7 separate regions of the Mus musculus genome follow, and all the other regions are linked to region 3. A link is a contact called in public Hi-C, HiChIP or PLAC-seq and promoter capture Hi-C data. All regions are on one chromosome and are shown on one strand. The core of a region is the stretch at or near the end of the contact, and the rest is flanking DNA. Distances in the headings are between cores, read along the strand shown.

The links. Promoter capture Hi-C pulls out the DNA fragments that hold promoters and counts their contacts. A called contact is a pair of places that touch in the nucleus more often than the background predicts. HiChIP or PLAC-seq counts read pairs in DNA pulled down with a chosen protein or histone mark. Capture Hi-C pulls out chosen DNA fragments and counts their contacts.
Region 1: a promoter capture Hi-C map of liver shows a contact between it and region 3, with 2.7 times the contacts expected there. The contact joins the promoter of Skp1 here to the promoter of Mgat1 in region 3. A contact is called at or near these places in 2 of 39 promoter capture datasets (liver and pre-B cells).
Region 2: a contact with region 3 is called in a promoter capture Hi-C map of liver, with 3 times the contacts expected there. The contact joins the promoter of Med7 here to the promoter of Mgat1 in region 3. A contact is called at or near these places in 1 of 39 promoter capture datasets (hippocampal neurons), 1 of 484 Hi-C or Micro-C datasets (B cells), 4 of 115 datasets of contacts at active chromatin or transcription factors (astrocytes, embryonic forebrain, embryonic stem cells and 1 more) and 2 of 9 other capture datasets (adipose tissue and liver).
Region 4: a promoter capture Hi-C map of pre-B cells shows a contact between it and region 3, with 2.8 times the contacts expected there. The contact joins the promoter of Cdkl3 here to the promoter of Mgat1 in region 3. A contact is called at or near these places in 3 of 39 promoter capture datasets (erythroid cells, liver and pre-B cells).
Region 5: a promoter capture Hi-C map of liver shows a contact between it and region 3, with 4 times the contacts expected there. The contact joins the promoter of Timd2 here to the promoter of Mgat1 in region 3. A contact is called at or near these places in 2 of 39 promoter capture datasets (both in liver) and 1 of 484 Hi-C or Micro-C datasets (liver).
Region 6: a contact with region 3 is called in an H3K4me3 HiChIP or PLAC-seq map of pro-B cells, with 8 times the contacts expected there. The contact joins the enhancer-like site here to the promoter of Mgat1 in region 3. A contact is called at or near these places in 3 of 39 promoter capture datasets (hippocampal neurons, liver and pre-B cells), 1 of 484 Hi-C or Micro-C datasets (pre-B cells) and 4 of 115 datasets of contacts at active chromatin or transcription factors (acute myeloid leukemia, large pre-B cells, pro-B cells and 1 more).
Region 7: a contact with region 3 is called in a Hi-C map of B cells, with 5 read pairs. The contact joins the promoter of Jade2 here to the promoter of Mgat1 in region 3. A contact is called at or near these places in 1 of 39 promoter capture datasets (liver) and 1 of 484 Hi-C or Micro-C datasets (B cells).

The regions. Positions count from the first base shown.
Region 1 is chr11:52,230,554-52,233,523 of GRCm38.p6, forward strand. Skp1 (S-phase kinase-associated protein 1) reads left to right here and starts at 1,442. Exons shown (of 6, transcript NM_011543.4): 1 at 1,442-1,565.
Region 2 is chr11:46,435,655-46,439,122 of GRCm38.p6, forward strand. Med7 (mediator complex subunit 7) reads left to right here and starts at 1,307. Exons shown (of 3, transcript NM_025426.3): 1 at 1,307-1,537.
Region 3 is chr11:49,248,487-49,251,955 of GRCm38.p6, forward strand. It overlaps Mgat1 (mannoside acetylglucosaminyltransferase 1), which reads left to right and starts at 2,066. Exons shown (of 3, transcript NM_001110150.1): 1 at 2,066-2,169; 2 at 3,064-3,188.
Region 4 is chr11:52,002,693-52,005,817 of GRCm38.p6, forward strand. It overlaps Cdkl3 (cyclin-dependent kinase-like 3), which reads left to right and starts at 1,529. Exons shown (of 14, transcript NM_001166654.1): 1 at 1,529-1,818; 2 at 2,221-2,400. The coding sequence starts at 2,236. It also overlaps a transcript of Ube2b not described here.
Region 5 is chr11:46,696,852-46,700,149 of GRCm38.p6, forward strand. Timd2 (T cell immunoglobulin and mucin domain containing 2) reads right to left here and starts at 1,979. Exons shown (of 9, transcript NM_001161355.1): 1 at 1,692-1,979.
Region 6 is chr11:46,297,834-46,301,070 of GRCm38.p6, forward strand. The region is part of intron 1 of Cyfip2 (cytoplasmic FMR1 interacting protein 2); the gene reads right to left. Among named protein-coding and RNA genes, the nearest start is that of Cyfip2, 13 kb to the right of the region's middle. Within about 2 kb of position 1,303, at least 33 of the 459 cell types and tissues checked have an H3K27ac peak or open chromatin away from gene starts, as enhancers often do. A contact at or near this core is called in liver and pro-B cells, where this site is marked.
Region 7 is chr11:51,856,025-51,859,245 of GRCm38.p6, forward strand. It overlaps Jade2 (jade family PHD finger 2), which reads right to left and starts at 1,644. Exons shown (of 13, transcript NM_001357588.2): 1 at 1,287-1,644. The coding sequence starts at 1,414. It overlaps Gm30110 (a long non-coding RNA gene), which reads left to right. Exons shown (of 2, transcript XR_388628.2): 2 at 1-573.

The DNA of each region.
Region 1 (2,970 bases), core at 192-2,691, 3.0 Mb after region 3:
GATACCAGCAGACAAAGACCTGGTAATTCAACCCATTGCTTGGTCTCTCTGCCCAGTCTTGTCCTAGAGAAGCTGTAGTCTCTGGTTTCTTTAGGAGGCCCTGTGTGGAAAAGTCTTTTGTCTTCGTGGTGCCAGGAATACCAATCATGTGCTCACTGGTTAGGTGAGCCTGGCGCCTTGGTGGGGCTAGTGATGCTCCCTAGACACAGCAGGGCAGGGCAGGGCAGGGCAGGCAATTGCCCTCTTCCTGGCTGGGCTGAGGCCAGATGGGTGCTTTCAGGCCTCTCCCTTTACTTCAAAGCTGTTTCATTCTAGCGACCTTATCACAGCCTTCTTTGAGCCGCCTGTACAGCATAGCCTGTTCAGGTTGAGCCTGACTGTCCCCGTTCATTGCTGGATGGATCCCCAGCACTGGCCTCACAGATTGGCCTAGAGCATGGTTACCCAAAGAATGTAACCTCCATGCTACATTCACATTGACTCTCTCCAGGCTTGGCGCTTCACTCCAACAATGGCTATTTGGGGGCCTGGAAGCCTCTTCAAAGTTCAAAGGTAGGAAATAAAGGTGAAGATTAGCCAACAGGGTGGTCCTAGCCTCGAATCTCCAAGCTGGCTATTGGGAGGCAGACAGATCTGAGTTTAAATAGCGAGCTCCAAGCCTTATATAGTAAGACCCTGTCTCAAAACAAAACAACAAGAGTTTCAGGCAAGTATATATGTGGTGAAAATGCCTGTGACCCCAGCGCAGGTGGAAGGAGATCATGAATTTTAGACCAACCTGGTCAACATACTGAATTTACAGCTACTCTGTGCCAAACAGGGTCCCGTCTTAAAATGCAAAGAAAATAAAACTTTAAAAATCAAATAAGCAGGTGTACCATGTCAGGAGTATTTAAGAATTCTAAGCCGCCTAGGTTAAAGAAACACCTTTGTCTCAACATGGCATACATGTATATATATATATATATTTAATTCAGTATCAGTAGAGAAGGTTCAACTCCTGAACCCCTGGTCAGCAAACTCAATTCTATTTCCTTAGGTTATTAGGAGAGTAACGGTGGTCAGGCTGAGGCGACTCCTTTAAGGAAAACACACACCCACAACCGGTTTTGCGGTTTGTTGTTTCCAGGCTTTTCCAGGACTGGGGTCTTTCAAGCCGTTTAAGACAGCCCATGCCTGAAAGACCCTTCGGGTCGAGATGGTTTCCCAGCCGGTGCCGGAGTCCGCTTTGAAGGAGAGCATGGCGCTGTTTAGGCCAGCGGAGTAAGGAGGACGTCCCTCTCTTGCCCAGCCACCCCTCCACCCGCCGCCGCTCAGCACCTCTCCAGGAGACCTCTGCGGCGCTCAGGGTCTGCCGCCTGTGTTTCGACTGCCGTCAGGCGATCTCAACGGCCAGCCCGGCCGGCTGTGTGACGTCACGGGCTCGGGGTCCTCGGCGCCTGCGTCCCGCTGCTATAAAAGGCGACGCCGCGCGGCGCCGCTCGAGTGGCCTTGTTCTCGATACTTCGTTGTGGTTGTGAACTCTGTCCGGCAGCCTCGGGCCTGCGGTCTTGAGACGGAGCACCGTGAGTAGCAACCCGCGAGCCGGACACGTTCCTCGAGGGAGGGGCTGGGTGGGAGCCTCGCGTTGGCTGTGGAGTGCACGAGGCGGCGAGGCGACCTGGCCTCGTATCCTGAGGCGCCGTGCGGCCCGTTGCAGACCCCCGGACCGCGGGAGGCACGAGGAGGCCGAGTCAGGCCTTCAAGGGTCTCCCATCCTTTCGGCGCTCGCTCAGGGAAGAGAGTCGAGCCCTGTGGCAGGCCTGCCGCTTTGCAGGCGACGTCAGTCGGCCCCAAACGCGACTGGAAGGCCCAGGCTTCGTACCGGGCCTGCCTTAGCGACAGGCTTGCTGCTCCGCGCTCCAGGCCGGGTGGGCAGCGAGGCTTTGAGTAGGGGTCCTGGGCCGTTCCAGGTGGTGGCTGTCGTTGCCATTTGATTCTTGGCTCCCTCCCTTTTCTCCTGTATCTGGCGTCAATTAGCTCCTTATTGGTCTCACCTTTTTAACCACCGAATATGCAGGTAACAGACTCCCAATGTTTCTTTGCGTTTTGTCACGTTCTGCAGTCTCTGAACTTGTTACTGTAATAGACACTGTCGTCTGAGGTGTGTGGCATTTGACGCTAAAACCTGAGGTGTTTGGGTTTTTTAAGGGATAGTGCTAAAACCTGCCTTCTGGTTCACTTTTTCACGGAGTCCTCAGGTTTGGAGACTCAGTTTTTCAGCAGAATGTTACAGTAGACTGTATTGTGGCATAGAACAATGCAGTCTCTTCCGTCCTGCAGTGTAGTAACAAGTGTCAGAATTTCGAGTCACTTAAAACAGGTTTGTTTTTAAAGTCTGGTATACTAGAATTCTCATGCTAGACTTGGATGATTAATTTCCAAGTCTAGGAGCTTAGAGAACTGAAGAAGGGTTTTTTGAAAGCATATCAAATCGAAACCTCATACATTATTACTTAAAAATTTTGCACTTAATTCCAACACAACAACAAAAGTGAAGTCTAGGATTACAGAGTGCGTTGAATTACAGATTAACCGATTGCCTCCCTGTCATTTAATAAGATCCTGGCTCCCTTGCAAGTAACCTAATACCTAAATTTGACTATGACTAAGCACATCTTTATTTATTGTGAATTATTTCAAGGAAATACGGGGTGGTCTTTTAAAATAATTTTATCAACTACATAGACTTGTTCTGGAATGCTCATTGTAGTACTAGAGATCATAAAAAGAACACAGTGTCTTGCTATTAAAAACTGGCCTATTTTAACTTTTATTGTTGCCTTATCATAGGGAGGGTCTGCTGCTCTGACTTCTCTGTTCTGCAGACATGTTTGTTAGTTGAAAAGTGAACTCTTGAGTCTCTTCAACCATGGATGAGTGGGAGCTGGGTATTTCAATGGATGATTGTAAAACAAGCTTTACCTCTCC
Region 2 (3,468 bases), core at 57-2,556, 2.8 Mb before region 3:
CTGGCAACTTCATCTGTACCACTGCTGTGCCATTCCTTTGCCAGTATTAGAACCAAACTTCTTTGGGATTCCAACATGGACTGAAGACCTGTGGCTCTCCAGGAATCTTCCAGGTCTCCAATGCCAGGTGGGGGTCTGTTGAGACATCCAGCCTCTTAGACTGAGCAACTACAGGATTCTCAGCCTTTCAGGGCTGAGACAGCCATTGCTGGACTACTTGAACTGCATCTTGTAAGTCACTCGGATAAGTCATATATACATATATATCCATGTGCATACACACATTCATTCTATCAGTGTAATAACCCCTAGTACACTTTCAGTAAGATAATAAATCTGTGGGTATAGGAAAAAACGAAGAGCCCTTACCTTTTAGAGGTTCATACCAGACTAGAGACAAAATGATGGGGCTCATATAACTATGGAAGTTGGTAGTGAGTAGACTCTTCTTTTGTTTTTATGCCTGCAATGCTCCACATATTTAAAGGAAGAAACTGAGACATTCTTGTTTGTGAAGCAGAGCTGTTTATCTTACTTTTAGTTTGCAACACTGCATCTTACGACTCCCATATCATCTGTTAACAACTCTTCTCTCTCTCCTCCCTCCCCCTCCTCCTCTCCCTCAGGGAAAGGCCAAAATGGAAATATTTCTTGCTAGTCCTGATGGCTCATTTCTATACCTCTGGCTTTCCAGAGGCTGGGAAGAGACATCTGAAGCCAGCCTGGGCTACACAGTGAAATTACCCACTCCCTCCATTTTAAAAAATTATATTAAGTTTTTTTCACTTGTCAATTTGTGGAAGGATTGTTATAGACATCTTTGAATTCCTAAATGAAAATAAAAGTGAATGGAAGGGGGAAAATGAAGGTTTAGGATGTTATTCTTAATCATGTTCACAAATATCTCCATATATATGAATATATCATAGAGTACAATCTTGCTTTTAAAAAACATTTTTGATGATTACATTAGTATAATTTTTAAATATATTGCTTATCTGTATTTTCTGACTTTTACATAAGGCAAGTATTTAATTTTAAAAGTCTCGTATAAAAGTGGGGGCTGCAAGGAATGGAATTACTAGAGAGTACTTTCTTCTACTAACAAAAAGTACGAAGAAGTATTCTCCTGACCTGACCAAGAAACCAGACAGCGGATCTTTCCCGAGAGAAGCAGGAGATGCGAAAGTGCGCATGTGCAACATCTTTAGGGCGGGAGTAGGACCTGCTATAGGACAGCCTTGGTAGCCAATGAGAGGCCCGCGTCAGAGGCTTCTTCCTGAGAAGGCAACCGGAACTTGTGCTTCCGCTGCGCTGAGGAAAAGTCACTACCGGAAAAGCAAGAAAGAGCTGAGGTGAGCGGGCGGCGGCGGTTGGCGACCGCAGCCTAAGTCTGTCTCTCCGCCCCCGCGGTTGCGTCTCTCCCGGCGTGGAGCGCCGAAGTCCGGCGCGGGACAGCCTGGGACGCCCGGGCTAGCCTTCCTCCCGGTTCCTCCGCGAAGCCTCCCCGGGGCCTGAGGCAGGCGGCCGGCCGAAGGTACACCGAGTACCGCTCTCTCCGGACGACAAGCCAGACGGGAGGTTGGGAGGTCCGAGTTCTCGTCCCCACGCCACGGGCTTTTATAATGTCGTGGTCTTAGCCTGCCCTGTCGCCATTGGTAAAGTGACAGTAGCCGCCTGGGAGCGCGGGGGCTGGGGGAGGGGAGCGAGAGCCTGGGTCGGAGCCGGATTCATCCTGTACCAGACTTTCCGCGGGGACCCAGTCACGGGGACAAAGTGAGCCAAGTGTCTGAGCTTGCGGACCCCCCCCCTCCCAAAAAAAAAAGCACCCACGAGACACTGGATCTTGTTAGTGTTAGCGAGTCACGACCTCCAGCGGCTTTGAAAAGTTCAGTTTGAACCGGTAATGGGCGGTTTCTGTAAGGTGGCCCGCTCTAACGCGGGATGCCCAAGTTACGGGGGTTTGCACTTGCGCCCGAAAAAACTAATGCGGATTCCCGTTGTACAATTCACCCCCTTCTGCACGTTGGGAATTGGCTTCTTGTCTCTATAGTCAAATTGGGAGTAGTCGTACCGTCCTGATGATTGGAGTGAGGATGCGGATCTGTCACTTACTAAAAACCTTCGGGAAACTGCGGGTTTAGTGTGGGTGTGGCTAAGGGAAGCGCAGATCCCCAACTTCAAAAGCCTTCGGGGGATGAAATTTAGGCCAGGTGTTGACTTGAAGTGGCTACAAGTAGACTTTCGTGTTCTAGGTATATACACCCTGAATTAGCTCTAACAGTTAGACAATCTGAAGAATTTGGAGTTGCTTCCCTCAGATTTAAGGTATTGGCAGTGTACATCAGTGTGAGAAAGCACTCAAGAATCTTCTCATTGTATAATGTACTTAAATTGGAAAAAGCAAAGGTTATTTTGACCATATATGTTGGGATTTAGGTTTTAAATTTATGTAGAAAAGATGTAAAAATTGCTAATGTGTTAAGAAAACTGTACTATACTAACTCTACTATACTGTAAGATGTGGCTTCCTTCAGAAACCTTGGAAAATATTTGAAATATGAAATTTAACAACGGTGTTTTGTTATAGTTGTTTGTTTGTTTGTTTTTTTGAGACAGAATTTCTCTGCGTAGCCTTGGCTGTCCTGGAACTCACTCTGTAGACCAGGCTGGCCTCGAACTCAGAAATTCACCTGCCTCTGCCTCCCAAGTGCTGGGATTAAAGGCGTGCGCCACCACTGCCCAGCAACAATGGTGATTTTTGTCAAGATGTAAAGAGAGTTTTAAGTGTTTGGGTTTGGAGACCACTGTACAGTAAAAAGGAAAGTGAACGACATGAGATTAATAGATACCATATGTAGTTTGATTATGGGAAAGAATAATAAATAAGGCATATGACATTTGCATATAAATGTTCTTTTCCAGAGTAGGTTCCAACATATGCCTACCAAAAGGAGTCAGACATGAAAAAATAGTATATCATGTACCATATAAAAGCACCCTAAATACAGACCCTTTTTCCTTAGTTCTCAGAATATGTTTGTTCTTTGAGAATTTTATACACACACACACAAACACACATGTGTTTTGATCATACCCGCTTCCACACTCCTCTAATACCTCACAGACCACTACCATATCTTACTCCCACTTTTATATATTTTAAAAATATTTACTTAGTTTTTAAAGATGGATCTTTAGCACCGGCTGGCCCAGCCTCACTGTGTAGTCCAAACTGGCCTTGAACTTAGAGCTATCGAGCTTCTCAGTCACAGGGACTACAGCATGACCCATCATGACTACAGCGGGAACCATCATGCCCAGTTTAGGTCTTTTTAAAAAAATGTTTAAAAATAACAGTAAATAAAGTCCTCTGCCAAACCTGTGGTGGACTCTGCTGCTTGTTTTTCCACTTTGTATGCTTTACATTTGTCAGATTACCTAGAATATGTGAGTCCTTAGTGCTAG
Region 3 (3,469 bases), core at 816-3,315:
AAAGTCACTCTGACATGGCCTGGGCTGCCTCGTCTTCACCATCTTCAGGACCTACTATGTATGGATTTTATCCAGGATGGTGATTTGTGCTCCTTATATTTTGGATATCTTCAGACCAGTTTCCCAACTTTTTACACATCCAGGGAACTTGGTCATTTTTTTCTCACACTTTGGCACTGAGTGTGAAGGCTATAAGTCCCTAATTCCTTTTTATGGGAAGTAGAAAGAGGCCTAAAGTATATAAACATTGGCATTCTCTTGGCACATGCATGGGCTTGACTTTCCTGTCACAGTCTGTGCAGTCAGCTAAACTGGAAATAGTGGGCATACACACACCACACCCACACACAGTCCTCCTCCCTCCCTCATGCGTCAGCCCTTTCCTCTACGTGAGGGCAGAATTCCAGCTGCTACTGTGAAGCTTCTCCGCTGCCCCACTGTGTCCTGTCACATGGGCACAAAGCCATCTCAGCAGTCCTTCTCAAGGGCTCACCAGGGTACCAGGTTTGGAAGCTGAAATGCCTAAATCTAAAATCTGGCTATGACTTCTGACTTAACAGCTTCCATACACCCAAAGCCTCAGACTTCTCTCTGCTGAGCTCTGCAGAGATGCGGGAGAGTGTACAGAGAGGCCAAGAAAACAGGCTTGGACGGAAGGGCAGCTTCCTAGTGTCTCCTGACAACTTTGTTTTACTTCCTCACCTGCCCACAAGGGCCCTTAAGGTACTCCCACTTTCTGCATAATTCCTGGTGTCTGGTACGAACAAGTTAGTGAGTAACACTCAGTAAGCACAGACCTAAAAGTCCCGGTTACCTTGGGGACTCTGGAACAGTAGTGATGAAGTCTGTAGGTAGGAGGGTCTGTCTGAGGTTGAGTATATCTAGTAATCAACTGGCAGTGCCTCTGCTCCCCTCATGGGTGAAAGATCCAAGGGTGGTTGGAGCCAAGGCTTATGCAGAGGGCCAGGCACAGCAGGATGTGGGAGCCAGTGGGGGCTGTGGTACCATGGTGAGTGGACAGTAGGGATTCCCAGACATCTCTGATTCCAAAATGGTCCTGTCAGTGAGATGTGGCTTACTGTGAGTTGCTAATAATGCACGGCTCAGATCTCAGAAATAGTTTGTGCTCCGGGGCCACTGCTGACATCTAAATCAGACCCTGAAACTCCTGGTTGTCATCTTTCCTCCCCCACTCAGGCTGCTTGAGGCTCTGATTGAGGTACTTACCAAGTACTCTGTTCAGTTGGGTCCTGATGAGTCTCCCTGCCCCTCCCATGTTTCTTTTGCTTTAAAAAAATACCAAGGAATACAGATCCAGGGGTTTCCTTCCCCCTCCCATTCATTTTTAGGGTTACTCCAAAAGCCTGTGATTGATTCTTTCCTTCCTCAGGACTTAGGTTCAGTGTACAGGCCTGACTTTGGTTTCCCCGCCCATAAAGGGGCACACACACACACACACACACACACACACACACACACACAAGACAGAACTGAAACGGCGGCAGGCTGGCTCTTACCCACCTTGGGCAGCAGGTGTTTCCTCCCTATCTTCCCTTTTGAAACCGAATACTTGTTGCTTGCACACCCTCACCCCTCTCTTGCTGTTTTTTTTTTTCAACTAATAGTCTGCAACTTCCCTCGCATAGAGGAATGGTTCCCAGGTTCTTAGAATTGAGGTTGGTGAACGCTCTTCTTGCTGAGGAAACGCTTCTAACACCACCAAGTGCTGCACCCCTCAAAGTCGGTGAATCTCTAGATTCACTGGGCTGGACAAGGGACACTCTTGGGAAAAGTCTTTACTGGACAAGGCTCAGGGTGTGAGTGGGGTTGGCATCTACACAGGAGCTGCAACTGAGAGGGAAAGGGCCTCAAACAAACATCTCTGCTACCACTGCCTTTCGAAGTTGGGGGACTTGGGAAGACCCGTTGTTTAGATCTTGACCGGTGATCAGGAAGTCAGCAGTAGAGGAAGGCCCTGGAAGGAGGGGCCAGCGCGGACTCGCCCGTGGCAGGGCGGGGACCAACAGAGGGGCCTAGGGGCTGGGGAGCGCCGCCCCGCCCTCCCGGGGAAGGACCACATTGCCGGCTAGCAGGAAGGCCAACCAGACCGGACGAGGCCGCTCCAGCGCTGGGTGTTGCCGGTCCGGGGCGAGCCTGGTTCCAGGCGGGGTGAGTTGAGAGGATCCGGTGAGCTGGGCCGGGGGACGCCAGCGTCCTCAGTCCTGGGGCTTGTCCCAGGAGGACAAGGACCCCGGAGGAGAGAGGCCGCGCAGCCAGGGGAGTCGGGTCTGAGTCCCGAGTGTGCTCCAAAGCCAGGGCGGTGAGAGTGGCGGGCCCGCCCGGGGCCGCGCAGCGCGCAGTCTCCCCCACGCGGGGAAGTGGGAACTTAACGCACAGCTACAGGATTCCTGGCCTTCAGCTGCTAGAGGGAGGGTGGCTTCTCCAGGAGGAGCTGTTGTGAAACTCGGCAGGAGGGCACCTTGGGTGCGGGGCAGGGCAGGGCAGGGCAGGGGAGAGATGGGGTCGCCCTGAAGAAGTGGGAGACTGGAGTGGAAAGTGGACTTTATGCAAGCCTCACCCCAGCGTCCAGGCTTCATAAGTTACTAGGGCTGGCTTTTGCTCAGCCACAAGGAAAATTTGACTCAATGTTGAAATATGTGATTTGGCAAGAAAACTTTTTTTCCTAGCCTCCTTTCTAGTATGTTTGGAACAGGGGGCTCCCAAGAGGTGCAGAGCCCCCCCATTGTTCAAAATGTGGTTCAGAGGGACTGTGGCCCACCCATTCGAGTCTCCATGGAAGAGTGGCCTTCTGGTGAAGCTTCTTTTTCTTTAACCTTGGCTACTGTAAGGCTCTCGTGCTTGAGAATATTGCTGGCCAGCTTGATTGCCTGTCATTAGTACTATTTAGACTAGAGCGTCCTTGATTCTGGGGTCTTCCCGTTTCCAGTCACTAGTCCTTGACTTTTTAGCATGGAGATCACCAGTAATGGCAACATTACATCCCACTTCTGTTTCTCAGAAGGCTGTATTACAGTGTGTTCAAACTCCATGTCATTGCAACAGGTTAAACTCACTTTCTGCTTCGGACGTCAAGGTATTGCCATTCTAATCCAGACATCAAGGGCGGTGGAGAAGACAAAAGTCGGTTGTCTGTTTACAGAAGAGGAACTGAGGCAGTGGTTCTTCAGGTAACGGCTTCAGGGCTGTCTGTCTGGTGCCAGGCTATAGCAGCATTGTGTTTCCCTTTGACCTGTTCCCAGGTGAATAGCCTGTATCCCTCCTAGGTCTTACCCTCTATACTCTTGAATTATTTAGCATATCTACTCGGACTTCTTTTCAGTTCTTCTTCCCCTCTGAAATTATGGAGCCTGGTACATCATACAGAGTCTAACAAGAAAGTAATTCACTTAGAGAGCCGTTATCTGTGATGGACACTATGTGCTCTGTACTTGTTTAAGCTGTGCTTGCT
Region 4 (3,125 bases), core at 279-2,778, 2.8 Mb after region 3:
CACTAATTCATGCTTTGCTCCTTGCAAATATTTAGTTCATAACAAATCTTAAGTAAACATATAGCAGGTCTCACAACATTCTTATTTATAGGAAAAAGAAAAATCCAAGCCAAGTGCCCAGCCCTCCTAACTCTCAAGCTCCAAAGCCAGGCTCTAGCAGTTAGTAGCAAAATTGCAAAAATGGAAATGCGTCTAAACTGTTTCTCTGTGTAGCCCTGGCCGTCCTGGAACTCGCCTGCCTCTGCCTCCCAAGTGCTGGGATTAAAGGCGTGAGCTACCACGCCCGGCTGTTTTTTGTTTGTTTGTTGTTTTTTAAGATTTTTTTTTTTTTTTTTTTTTTTTACAAATACACTGTAGCTGTCTTCAGACACACCAGAAGAGGGCATCAGATCCCATTACAGATGCTTGTGAGTAACCATGTGGTTGCTGGGAACTGAATTCAGGACCTCTGGAGTAGTAGTCAGTAATCCTAACCGCTGAGCCATCTCTCCAGCCCTAAACTGTTTTTTGTTTTTGTTTTTAAAAAAGCAAACTAGTTTCTTTTTTACACTACTCAGCACACTCGTTGTGCACATTCATTTGTGTGTATAGGTCACAAGACAACTTGGAGGAGTTGGTTCATTTTCCACCACGTAGGTCCAAGAAATTGAACTCTACACTTTGGGCTTCGTAGCCTTTTCCTACTGAGCCATCTCGATGACCTACTTTTGCTATTACAGTTAAATCAAGATCTGTAAAAATGGAGCCCTTTTAAAAGCTCTGCGGGCTATTTAAAAGTACATCCCTAGGCGTCCTTGTACTTACTCAGCCTGTGGCAGAGTCCGGTGAATTATTTTGTTTTCCTAAAAAGTTTTGCGTTTCACACGTCATGAGAAAACTTTAAAAGTACTGCTAGGGCTGGATATGATGGCACTCAGCACAGCACTCTAAGCAGGCAGATAATCTTGGGAGTTTGAGGCCAGCCTGGAAGTATACATTGTGAGTCCCAGGCTACCCGGAGCTATATAGTAGCCCTTGTCTCAAAACAAAAAGGGATCACTAGTAGGTAGAAAGCAGTAGTAATTGGGAAACTGAAAATGTGTACAGAAATGGTGTTAGAAATAAGTCAGAGGAGTAGTGAACGCTGAGTATGTGGCTTACTACCGAGCTAAGCCCTCTATCCAAAAACGATCTTGTCCCCGGTTTAAGGATTATGTCGACTTTGAGGTCGAAATCGGTTGCATGGAATAGTAACGAAGCACTGGCAAACTGTAGCCCCATAAGTGTTCCGTAGATCCAATTATCTCCGTCAACCTCCTAGAACCGGGCACAAGTAAGGGACCAGTAACCACCCAGGTGACAAAACGCTCTCTTGCCGGGCGAAAGCCTCCAGGCGTTCATTCTGCTATAAAATGCCCCGCTCTCCCTCATCCCCACCCCCCACCCCCACCCCCACCTGCAAGCACGCGGGCCTCCTACGTCCCTCCCCCTTCCCCTTGGGTCTATCTTCCGCTTCGTGTCACTTTCCCTTCCGGGTCAGGACCTCAGCAATTTCCAGTCTTGCGTACTGTGCTCGGAACGCGGCAGTGCCCCGCCCTCACCCCGTTGCCAGGGCGTCCGGCTGCCCCGAGCCGGCAAGGTCGGCCAGGAGAGGAGGTGTGGTGTCCCGGGCCGGCTGGGACTTGCACGCAGCCGGGCCGGCGGGACTACAGGATGGGCTGAGGCGGCGGTGGTTCTCAGGACGAGGTCGACAGCGCGGCGAGACGGGCCACTCGGGTTGGGGCTGCACAGACTGCGTGTTTGAGGAGAGGGCAGGACGTATGGGTGACTAGTGCTGAGGTGGGAGTCCCCACGCTTGGTGGACCGTGGCTCCTAACAAGGGACCCGCAGTGTTGTTAGCGGGACTTTTTAGTTTGGCTTCCATTGTTCCTGAAAGGGGACCTCAAATTGTAAATCCCGTATTCTAAAAGGATGCCTGAGTTAAACGCATATCAGACCTCTTTTATTTCTCAATCCCGGTCTACACAAAATGCTAGATTAATGAAGGACATCCTGCGTTCTGGTGAAAGTTGGAGCTTCTTAGACAATTTAAGAGTTCCCTCGAGCAGGCTCTGCTGTAGCCGGCACTCCTAGTTTTTGTTCTTATATCCGAAAGTAGGGGATTATCTCTAAGCATTATAGAGCTTGTATAATTGAAAGTGTGAACGTTTAACGTTTTCTTTCTTTATTTCTGTGAAGTAGAAGCCAGGCTTGAAAATGGAGATGTATGAAACCCTTGGAAAAGTGGGAGAGGGAAGTTATGGAACGGTCATGAAATGCAAACATAAGGACACTGGGCGAATAGTGGCCATTAAGATTTTCTATGAGAAACCAGAAAAATCTGTCAACAAAATTGCAACGAGAGAAATAAAGTTTCTAAAGGTTTGCTTCTTTTGCCTTTTATTATATATATTTTTTCTTGTTTTCCCATTGGGACCTATCTTGCTATGCAGCCCAGGCTGTCTTGAAATGCTTTATTTTTTTCCAGGGCTAAGATTTACAGGCCTACATTGAAACACCCATCTTCTTTTTCCTTGATTATTTAAGTCAAAAGAGAAATTGTTATGGGATAAAAATAAAATATATGAAAGAATGTTTCCATTAACAGATAAACTAAGACCTGTCATAGAGAAACCCTCATTGTCTACAATCTGTACTTTTTTATTGATATAAGATTGTGTGCTTGTGTATAACAATTATGCTAGTATTGTAAAATCATTCAAAACTATTCAAGTATAATACTTAGTAAGGATGTCTGCTTTGTACAAGGGATTGTGGAAAACGATGAGAGTAGGAAGAAGGAAAAAAAATTTTTTTTGCCAGGTATTGGGGTGCAAACCTTTAATTCCAGTACTGGAGAGTCAGAGACAGGTAGATCTCTGAGATTAAGGCCAGCTTGGTCTGCAGAGTGAGTTCTAGGACAGCCAAGGCTGTTAAACAAAGAAAACCTGTCTTGAAGAAAAAAAAAATGTTCCTTAGTGGCATAACTATGCAGGAGGGTATAGTAAAATAACCCTGAATAAGAGTGGTTCACGCTGAGCCAGAGAGATGGCTCTGTGGTTAAAAGCACTTCCTAGACTAGAGTCATTTCCTAGCACCCCACATCA
Region 5 (3,298 bases), core at 729-3,228, 2.6 Mb before region 3:
AAACTTGGATCAAAATCAACTATTTTACCACCACCTTAGAGAAAAGTCTGTATTTTTACATAGCTAAAGTTATATACTTTTTTTTTTTTTTTTTTTTTTTTGATTTTTTGAGACAGGGTTTCTCTGTGTAGCCCTGGCTTTCTTGGAACTCACTCTGTAGACCAGGCTGGCCTTGAATTCAGAAATTCACCTGCCTCCCAAGGGCTGGGATTAAAGGCGTGTGCTACCATGCCTGGCTGTTTGTTTTTTGTTGTTGTTTTTTGTTTTTGTTTTGTTTTTTTTACTTAAAAAAAAACAACCATATGGTGGCCTCTAACTCACTGTAGCTCAGTTGGATTTTAACCCCTTCCTACTGTCTCAAGTGTTGGGATTGCCAACACGCTAAGATCAGGGTTTCTTTCTTTTTCTGTTTTTGGCAGGAAGCCCTGAGTTCAATCTTTCTCACCAGATAAACAGGGTATGGAGGCATATGGCTACTGGGGAAGGCAGGGTCAGAAGTTCAAGCCCATCCTCAGCAAAGCTTCTATTCTGAGGAAATCCTGACACAAGAGGCCCTGTCTCACAGACAGTGACAGTAAGAAGCAGTCACGGAGCTTTATGCTTGGAACCCAGAACTCAGGGGAAGACTGGAGATCTAGGCCAGTGAGGTTTCACAACTGCATTGTAAAAACCTGATGAGTGTTCACTATGATGTGTTTCCTACACTGTCTGACTCGTGGCTCATTTTAAAATCTTACAGTGTAGGTGGGGGAGAGAAGCATTGGGGCTTTGGAGTGTGAAAACACAATCACTCTATTGCATCTGGAAGTGAGGGAAAATACCAGGTCAGACAACCAAAGAGCATGAAATTCCCCAAACACAGAATATGCATTCTGGAGAAAGAGTACACCAATTCTCAACATAAACGCATACATTTTAAAAATCTCAAGCTTTTCTCTAAGTATCTTTCACAACACTTAAAGAAAAATGAAATCCAGGAGTTGAATAGATAGAACAATGGTTAAGAGTACTGGCTGCTCTTCCAGAAGACCCAGGTTCAACTCCCAGTGCCCACATGGCAGCTCACAACTGTTTGCAATTCCAGTTCTGGGGAGGAACTGGCAACCCCACACTGACATACATGTGGACAAATACCTACTCACATTAGATAAAAACAAATCTTTTTTTTTTTTTTCTTAAATCCACATGAACACCAAGCTCTAAACGGTGCCCACTTGCCTAGCCTGGCCATGTGCTCCCCTTCTCAACACTCCAACTAAAGCAAATCTTCTTCTCTTTCTGGCCTTGCCAAGTTCACAAACACGATATCTCAAATTCCAGCAGCCAATTTGATGCTATAGATCTGGGTCTATAGGTCCATGCCTAATTATCTAGGGCTTAGTCTAAAATTACCAGACTATTCTCTTCTACAGTTTCCTTCTTATATCTCATGTTAACTCCATTTAAGAAGGCTTTAATAGCTCATATATTAAAAAGTCCATTATTCCATTTAAACGAGGATCAACCTTCCAAGAATCCGAAGAACTCTATTGGATATTAAGTTGTCCTAATGTCTAGAGACTCATCGTTGTTCCAATGCCGCCATAGAATCCCACATTGTCTCAAATGCAAAGCCACATGGCACAGAACCTCCAGGAAGTACTGTCCTCATTGCTTCTCTCTAACACGAGCCTACAGAAGAGGGAACTTACCAGTTAGGAGAGAGCCGTAGCTTCTGGTTAGTGTCTCCTTCTAATCCTCTGCTGCTGATGGAGCTGCTGATAGATAAAGAGGAATCTGTCCCAGAATTCCATCCTTATCTCCTGGCCACACCTTCAATATTTTGTTTGAAAACTGAGTCTCTCTAGTTCTACCATCCTTTTGCCTGATTGTATATGTTCAACTTAAAGAGATTATAAAAAAATACTTAAAAGACTAGCACTCAGGAAAGCAGAGGCAAGTGGATCTTCTGAGTTCAAGACCAACTCCGTTTACATAGTGAAACTTTGTCCCCACAACAACAAAGCTAACTTTCTGCTGGGCGAAGCAAAGGTCTTCACTTGAGTTCAAACTCCAGGTCTGGAGATCATGCTGACTTTGAAAAGTTTTCAGCAGAAAGGGACTTTGCACCATGCACCAGCTTTCTTAGTTGTATATGAATAAACTGAAAGTCAGAAAGAGGAATAGAATATAGATAGAACCCAGCGAGGGACCTGGTGCACAGGCAGAAGTGAAAGCTGACTAATTATACACGTTGGTCTGTCAGTCAATTAACAGTTTAAGCAAATAAAGCTAGACTAAAGTCCCTGCTTGCAGAACGCTAAGGGGAGGCTGCCAGCTTTCTAAGCTGAGCTTCTCCATGCCCTCATACGCTTTTCAGGCTTAGTAACTATACAGGCTTCCAGAGTTGGGTAGTTGCAGAGGAATTTTTTTTAAGATTTACTTATTTATTACATATATGTAAATACACTGTAGCTGACTTCAGACACCACAGAAGAAGCATCAGATCTCATTACGGATGGTTGTGAGCCACCATGTGGTTGCTGGGATTTGAACTCAGGACCTTCAGAAGAGCAGTCAGTGCTCTTAACCACTGAGCCATCTCTCCAGCCCCGCAGAGGAATTTTAATCCAGAAACATAACTGTTGTGGCAAGGGATCACATGTCTGTGTGATCGGGCTGGAATGACACACCTTTAATTCCTCTGGCTGGATTACAGACACACCCTTGGTACACACCTTTAGTCCCAAACAATGAAGGTAAAGTTGTAGAAGGAAGAAGTCATATTTGAAAGTGATATCTAATAGAGAGGCAAAGTGATGAATGAGAATGAGTCAAAGAGAGGATATGCCCAACTCTCAGGAGAACACAGGAAAGAGAAGCTACTTAAAAGAGAAGGAAGGAAGGGAGGAGAGAGAGAGAGAGAGAGAGACAGACAGACAGACAGACAGACAGACAGACAGAGACAGAGAGAGAGAGAGAATATGAGAGTTTTAGAGCTTTACCAGGATAATTTTTAGAGACAGGCTACAGGTAAAGACAGAATGAGCCAGAAAATGAGAAGAAACCAGATTAGAACAGATTGCCAGAGTTAGTTTGAGGCCAAGCAGAGCAATTCAGTCAAAAGCTGAGAGAAGCTACTTTGAAACAGTCAACTTGGAGAGGATTTGGGCCAGAACCAGCTGGCCATAGCAAAACGAGCTAGAAGGAATGGGTTTATTCAGCAGTTAGCTTCTGAGACAACAATTATATCTGGTGAATAAAAGTTACTTTTACAAAGGGTTGTGATAGATGGTGAAGACAGCTTGGACATGGGTTT
Region 6 (3,237 bases), core at 53-2,552, 3.0 Mb before region 3:
CATGCTGTCTGATGGATGGATACACCATCACGTGGGAAGAATGCTGGACCCAAAAGGAACACCAGAATCTCTTCAATCCTTTGATTTCAATTCACATTATAACACATTACAGGCATGTAATCAATATGGAAGATGACGCAATGTCTTCAACAAATAAACTGAAGGGGCAGAGGGGTAGAGGGGACAGAGGGGTGCAGAGGGTGGGTGGGGAGAAGGTGGGGGCAGGGATGGAAGATGTGGAAGCCGCACAGCAGTGGAGGGCTGTGAGATTTAGTAACCTGACACAATGTTTGTTTGGAGCCTGGTTCAACTATTTGGAACTCACCACCCCGCAAGCAAAACTGTAACACTTAGGGAAAAACAAACAAACTGGAAACTGAATCCGGACTGCACCCTGGATACTTGGGAGAAACTGTTATTTTAGCTGAAACGCAGTATCAGAATTATGTTTTAGAAGTGTTTTCTAGAAATATCTACTGAAATAGGAACAAAGTGACACAGGGGTTCACTTCCCAATAATACAAGATGGGGAAGAAAAAGAACGTAATCATAGGTAAGGACGAGGGTTGAATGGGTAAAGGCGCTTGCAGCCAAACCCGGGGATCCAAGTTTGCTTCCGGATTCATGTAATTTGTCTTTTAACCTTAAATATATTTTTACAAAATCAGGCACGTGTAAGAACTGTTGGTGCCCTGTGATGCTAGTAAGGCGTGCTCTCTCTCTCTCTCTCCCTCCCTCTCTCTCTCTCTCTCTCTCTCTCTCTCTCTCCTATCCAATTGTGTGTCTGTCTGGAACTTTCTGTTAAAGCCTCCAGCTCAGTGTAAGCACCCAGTTTTTATTGGAATTCCCTGTCCCTTCCTCCCTGCCCCCACTGTCACTTACCATGGTCCTTTCTCTCACCTTTCCCCTAAAACCTGGGCTTCTTCAGGACTTCATAGGCTCCAAAAAACATCCATTTACTAGAATAACCCTTAAGGTGCTCCCCTTAAAAATAGTAGCATCCCATAGTTTCCTTGAAGAAAGTCAGTACATGGGCTGCCTAATAAAACCAACAAATTAAAAGGCTTTGTTTACATAAGGCGGCTTTTCTTTTCTTCTTGGAACTACAGCTTCTGCAATGGATTTGACTCTGCAGCTCATCCGCTGCCTAAGGGAGGTGGAAATCAGACATTTTTAGTTCAAGTGCTGGAAGTCAGTGCCAAACCCACATAAATCAGAAAGGAGGATGTTCTAGAAGCTTGAACAGAGGTATATGTGAAACCAAGCGTGTCTTTTTTGGCCCGGGAGGCCAGCCTGTTATGCAACCTGAGAAAACTCCATGTGTCTAGTCCATGCGCACGGGCCGTTTTGTCATTTTGGAAAAGAGAGAAATGAATTACTCCAAATTCACTTGAGGCCTGGTTCACCTCAGGCAGTTGTGGTCTCTCAGCTTGAGGATTCAGGGAAGTTTGTTTAATTCAGTGTCTTCACAACCAACCTAAAGCCCCTGGCCTGGCTGCCCCAAGAGAAGTAGCAGCTCTGAGCTGATAAGTAATTTGCTTCTGAGAGGGGAAGGCAGAGGCTCCAAGGCTGAGATGACTGACAGACCGCAACAAGGCAGGGTGAATCCTGGCACCAGTGCGTGATAGGAGTTAGGAGAACCTGGTTTTGGAAGTGCAGGGACTCTCATTTGCAGCTAAAGTAGGATCTCACTGCTACGCTCCTTTTGACAACTTCTGGAAGGAATGAGAAGTAAGGCAGTTTTACCAAGGAGGAATAGCAGTGGGTGGGTCTGAGGGCTGGGTCTGAAGCTGTTGCTCAGCACGGAAAAGCCACTGGACTGTAAGCTGTTATTTAACCCCTTCGCAACCACAGTTTCCTTATTTGTAAAAGGATCACAATTTATAATAGTGCCCGTCCTTTTTTTTTTTTATTTTAAAGATTCTTTTTTTTTTTTTAAGATTTATTTATTGGTTATATGTAAGTACACTGTAGCTATCTTCAGACACTCCAGAAGAGGGAGTCAGATCTCGATACGGATGGTTGTGAGCCACCATGTGGTTTCTGGGATTTGAACTCCGGACCTTTGGAAGAGCAGTCGGGTGCTCTTACTCACTGAGCCATCTCACCAGCCCCCAGTGCCCGTCCTTTGTTCTGAGCATTTTATAACTTTTCAGCATGTAGAATACTTAACAAGGCAGCCTGCACCGGATTAAGCATTCAGGAAATAAGTTGTTAGAAGATAAAAGTAGGAATTATCAGCTTACACAATTATCAGCTTAGTCACAATTCATGAATCACGCCAAGCCTCCATTCTCTGAAACAGACCGAGAGCTCTCAACAGAAATCAGAACAGCAGGTAAGGTGGGAGCAGAAAGACAAGCACCAAGAAAAACCATGACGGGGCAGCAAGCTGGCTCAGCTCAAAGCATTTGCTGTGCAAACCTAGAGATCTGGGTTCAATTCCCAGAACCCATATAAAGGTGAAAGGAAAGGAGAAAACCAACTGCAAAGCTACCCTGCCTTTCACACATGCGCACATGACTCTCCTTGCAAGTGCAGTGCACACACACGTATGCTCGCCTAGTTAGCTTTTTGTTGCTATGAAAAATCTCTGCCCAAAAGCAACTTGGAGAGAAATGAATTCATTTAACCTTATTGGTGATAGATCATCATGGAGGGAAGTCAAGACTGACACTTAAGCAGGAGCCTGGAAACAGGACCACAAGGGACACTGCCCACTGGCTTGCTGAGCTACTTTTCTTATAAGGTCCAGGCTCACCTGCCTAACGGATGGCTCTACCCACAGTGGTCTGGGCCCTCCTGCATCATTGGCAATTAAGAAAATTCTTGACCAGTGCACACACAATGCACACACACACTCACACACTACTAAATTTTCTTTGTTTAAAGACTGGCTTGCATGAGATTACTTTTTTGTAAAGGTTAAAGCAGAAAGGGTCTTCCTGATTGGACTAACTCAGCCAAATTAGGATCTCCTGTCTTCAGAAGAATCAACAATAACAAACAGGCTTGTTTGGGAATGCAGCCCTCTGCTCACACTAAAGCAGAGGCTTCTCACTGCCCAGCACTGAAGGCCATGCATGGCGTGTAAACCACAGAGTAGGTGAACACGGTCGTGATTTCCCCACTCCCCCACCGAGGCAGGCCTTGTCACTAAGATGTCTGTATGACTCTTTCATCTTGACTTCCCATCAGCACTGCCCCACAAATTCAAGAGGGTAGCAGCTACTATCT
Region 7 (3,221 bases), core at 394-2,893, 2.6 Mb after region 3:
TCTGCACCCAGGCGGGGAGTGGGCGAGCGAGAGCCGCTCCGCAGGCGCAGGCAAGTGGGTGGGAAGGAGGGAGGGAGAGGGAGGAAGGAGGTGAGCCGGGAAGATGCCACTGCCGGGGGCGGGGCGGGGCCGGGGATCCGGCAGAAGGACTGCAGCAATGTTTGGTGGGGGCGGGGGCTGCAATGTCACTCATTTTGGGGTCAGGTGCGTGTGTCCCAGGCAGGGCCCTCCACTTGTCTGCTGCTCTTAGGTACCACCCAGAGTTTTAGTAAGGGCGGAGGGAAGAGGGGGGAGCTGCAGAGTCGTCCCTGAAGCGGGACGCGAACCAGCAGAGTTGGGAGAAGGTAAACAAGGGCCACGCCCCCTGCCGTCGCCCCGCGAGCGCGCACCCGCCGCTCCGGCCGTCGCCGGTACATTTCCACTCTCGCGGTGCCTCTCCCCCACCGGACTCCCGCGCAGCACCGGAGAGCTGCTGTCCACTACCCCAGTATGCACCCTGGCTGCCTGGACTGCGCACCCAGCACTCACCTGGGAACGTTGTCCCCCGCCCCTTAAGAAGAAAAAAAAAAAAAACTAATTTGTGCAATGCCTCTGAACCCAAGAACCGAGCATGCTGCCCCCGCGTGCAGCTCCCTCGTGCACCCAGCCTGGAAAGGGGGCGCAGGGCGGAGGCGGTGGCCCCCGGAAGGTGTCTAGGACTGGACCGGCTGCACGTGAGCCCAGTGCGGGGTCATGTGCATCGGCTCAGCCCGGTTCGGCACCCGGACGTGCTGCGTATCAACAAAATGAAACTCGGGAGACAGAAGGGCAGATAGCTCCAGGTTTCCCGTGCCCCGGTGCCCGCCACTCAGCCTCCCCACCCCGCACCCCGGTAGCGCCGCAGCCCCTCGGGCCGGCCGGAGCCCGCGAGGCAAGTTGCAGCCCCAGCGCCCCCACCCGCCCGCGCCCCCTCGCCGGCCCAGGGGCGCTTTGCCGCAGTCATTAATAAAGAAGGTCGCCAGGCTCACCCTTCCAAAAGTTGTTGCATGCGCCCCTCTCAGCCTCCCCGCACTGTACTCTTTAAAACACGGCTGACCAACATGCGCAATCTCTCTCCCCAGTGCTGTGCGTCCCCCCCCCCCACCCCCCGCGCTGGCTTCCTAGAACAGGCAGCCAGCGAGAGAGGGAGCGAGCGAGCAAGAGAGAGGGAGCGAGGAGCACTGGCAGATCTGTTGAAAAAAAAAAAAAGCCCACAAAATAATGCCGTGGAGATGCGCAGGGCCCATCCGCTGGGGGCTGGCTCTTACCTTGCTCCGCGGTGCCCTCCCGAGGGGCGCTGCCCTCGGCTACGCGCGGCGGCGGGGGCCGGCGCGGGAAGGATGCTCCCGAAGCCAGGAGCTCCTGGGGCCGGCGCGGGAGGGCGGGGGGCGCGCATCCATCCGGGGTCGTGGCGAGGGAGGCGACCGGGCCGCGGCGCCCCCCAAGCCCCGCACCCCTGCTGGGAAGATGGTCAGCCCTCCAGCTCAGAGCTGGTGCCACTAGGAGTGGGCGCAAAGTAACTCCATGGACGCTACTCACCCCCCAAAAAAATAGCCTCCAACTGCGATGGCCGCGGTCGGCACCATTCACCAACCCCCTGTGTATGTTTCTGTTTCTTTTTAAACCAAGACTTCCTTGTGATCTCTTTAGAGGGGGAAAAAATGTGTTGGGGTGGGGGTGGGGTGGGGTGGGGGCGGGCAAGAAGAGAGGGAGGGGGAGTAGCCACTTTTTTCTAATTCACTCGGATCTCCGCTCCCGGCACCCCCCTGTCGTGTTCCCCCCCCCCTTCCCAGTTGTTTGGCTCCGGCGACAGTCCCAGGTAGCGTTGCGGCCCCCCCGGGGGGGTGCCCTACACGGTCACCCGCCCGCCTGCACGCGGGCCCGGACTCCTCGTGGACTCCGGGGCGCCCCCAACCCGCCCTGTCCCCAGGGCCGGGCCCGAGCGCCGGCTGAGCCCGTGCAAGTCCCATCAGGTCGGCTCACACTTCACACACTCACACACATACCCCGCCCCTCCACTCGCTCACTCACACTTTCTGCTCACACCCCGCCCCCTTCGCGCCCCAGACCCAGGCGGAGCCCCCCACAACCTTTAAAAAAAAAAAAAAGCAAGCTTATACTTAAAAAAATCTTTTGGCGCCATATTAATGACGTACTTAAAATTTGCCATTTCTCCCTGCGTCAAAAAGACGTTTCTTTGCAAATAACAGCTTGGAGGCGACACTCGCGGAGGAAACGAGGCTTGCACGGAGTACCCAGCTCGCCCGCCCCACCCCCAGGGACTCTGGTGCTGGAAGACCCTCGCCCTCCGCCCGGTTTCGGAATCACTGGTTTTAAAATCGAAATCGAATAAATCGCGTGGCGTTTTTTGCAGCGCCAGAAGTGAGCAGAAAGTGCTGGCAGGAGTGCAGGGGAGGGGCGCGCAAGGGGCTGGGGGAGGGGGCGCGGTCCTCCTCCCCCACCCACACCAAATGCAAACTAGCATCCTAGGCAGGGAAAGTTGAAATTGTGGGCGACCTCCGGAAGAGAGGGGCTGTCCTTAAGGGGAGGGGGTCCCTTCTTGGGCTTGTTGCCCCCTCCCCCTCGCGGGTGCCTCCTGGCGCCTGGTGCTGCCCTGCATTTCCGGAGGGGGGGTGAGGCGCACTGTGATGGGTGGGTGGCTAGCAGGGTGGCAACATGTCCTAGCCTCAGGAGGAGTTTGCCCCGGGGTACCCCCTTCCTTCTGCCTCGTGCATCTTATAGCCGCAAAGGGTTAAAAACCGAGGGGCAACTTCCCAGGGCTGGTACTTGGCAGAGAAGCGGGGCGCCCCTCTCCCCACCCTCTCGTTCTCGCCCCTCCTCCTCCGACTCCACTTCCCGACTTGACCTTGTGGTGCACAAACAGTGCTCTCCAATCCTCGCAGTTTCTGGAAGAAGAGCCTGCGCTCGCCAGGCGGGCGGGCTGTCGGGCGGCTAGCCGGCAGTGGCGGAGCCTTGGGTCGGTTCCCTGAGCTGCGGGCCACACCCACCCAACCCGCTGTGCCTGGGGAGCTCACCTTCTCTCTAGGAAGGAAAAGGGCAGGCCTCCTGGAGGGGTAGGCACGTGGGGGGCAACCTTTTGCCTCCTGGGAATGCTCCAGCTGGGGAGGTTGGCTAGCTTTGGACTGAGGTTTGGGGAAGCCTGGCCCTGCAACCCTAAGGCATCTCTCATCTCCAGCATCCCT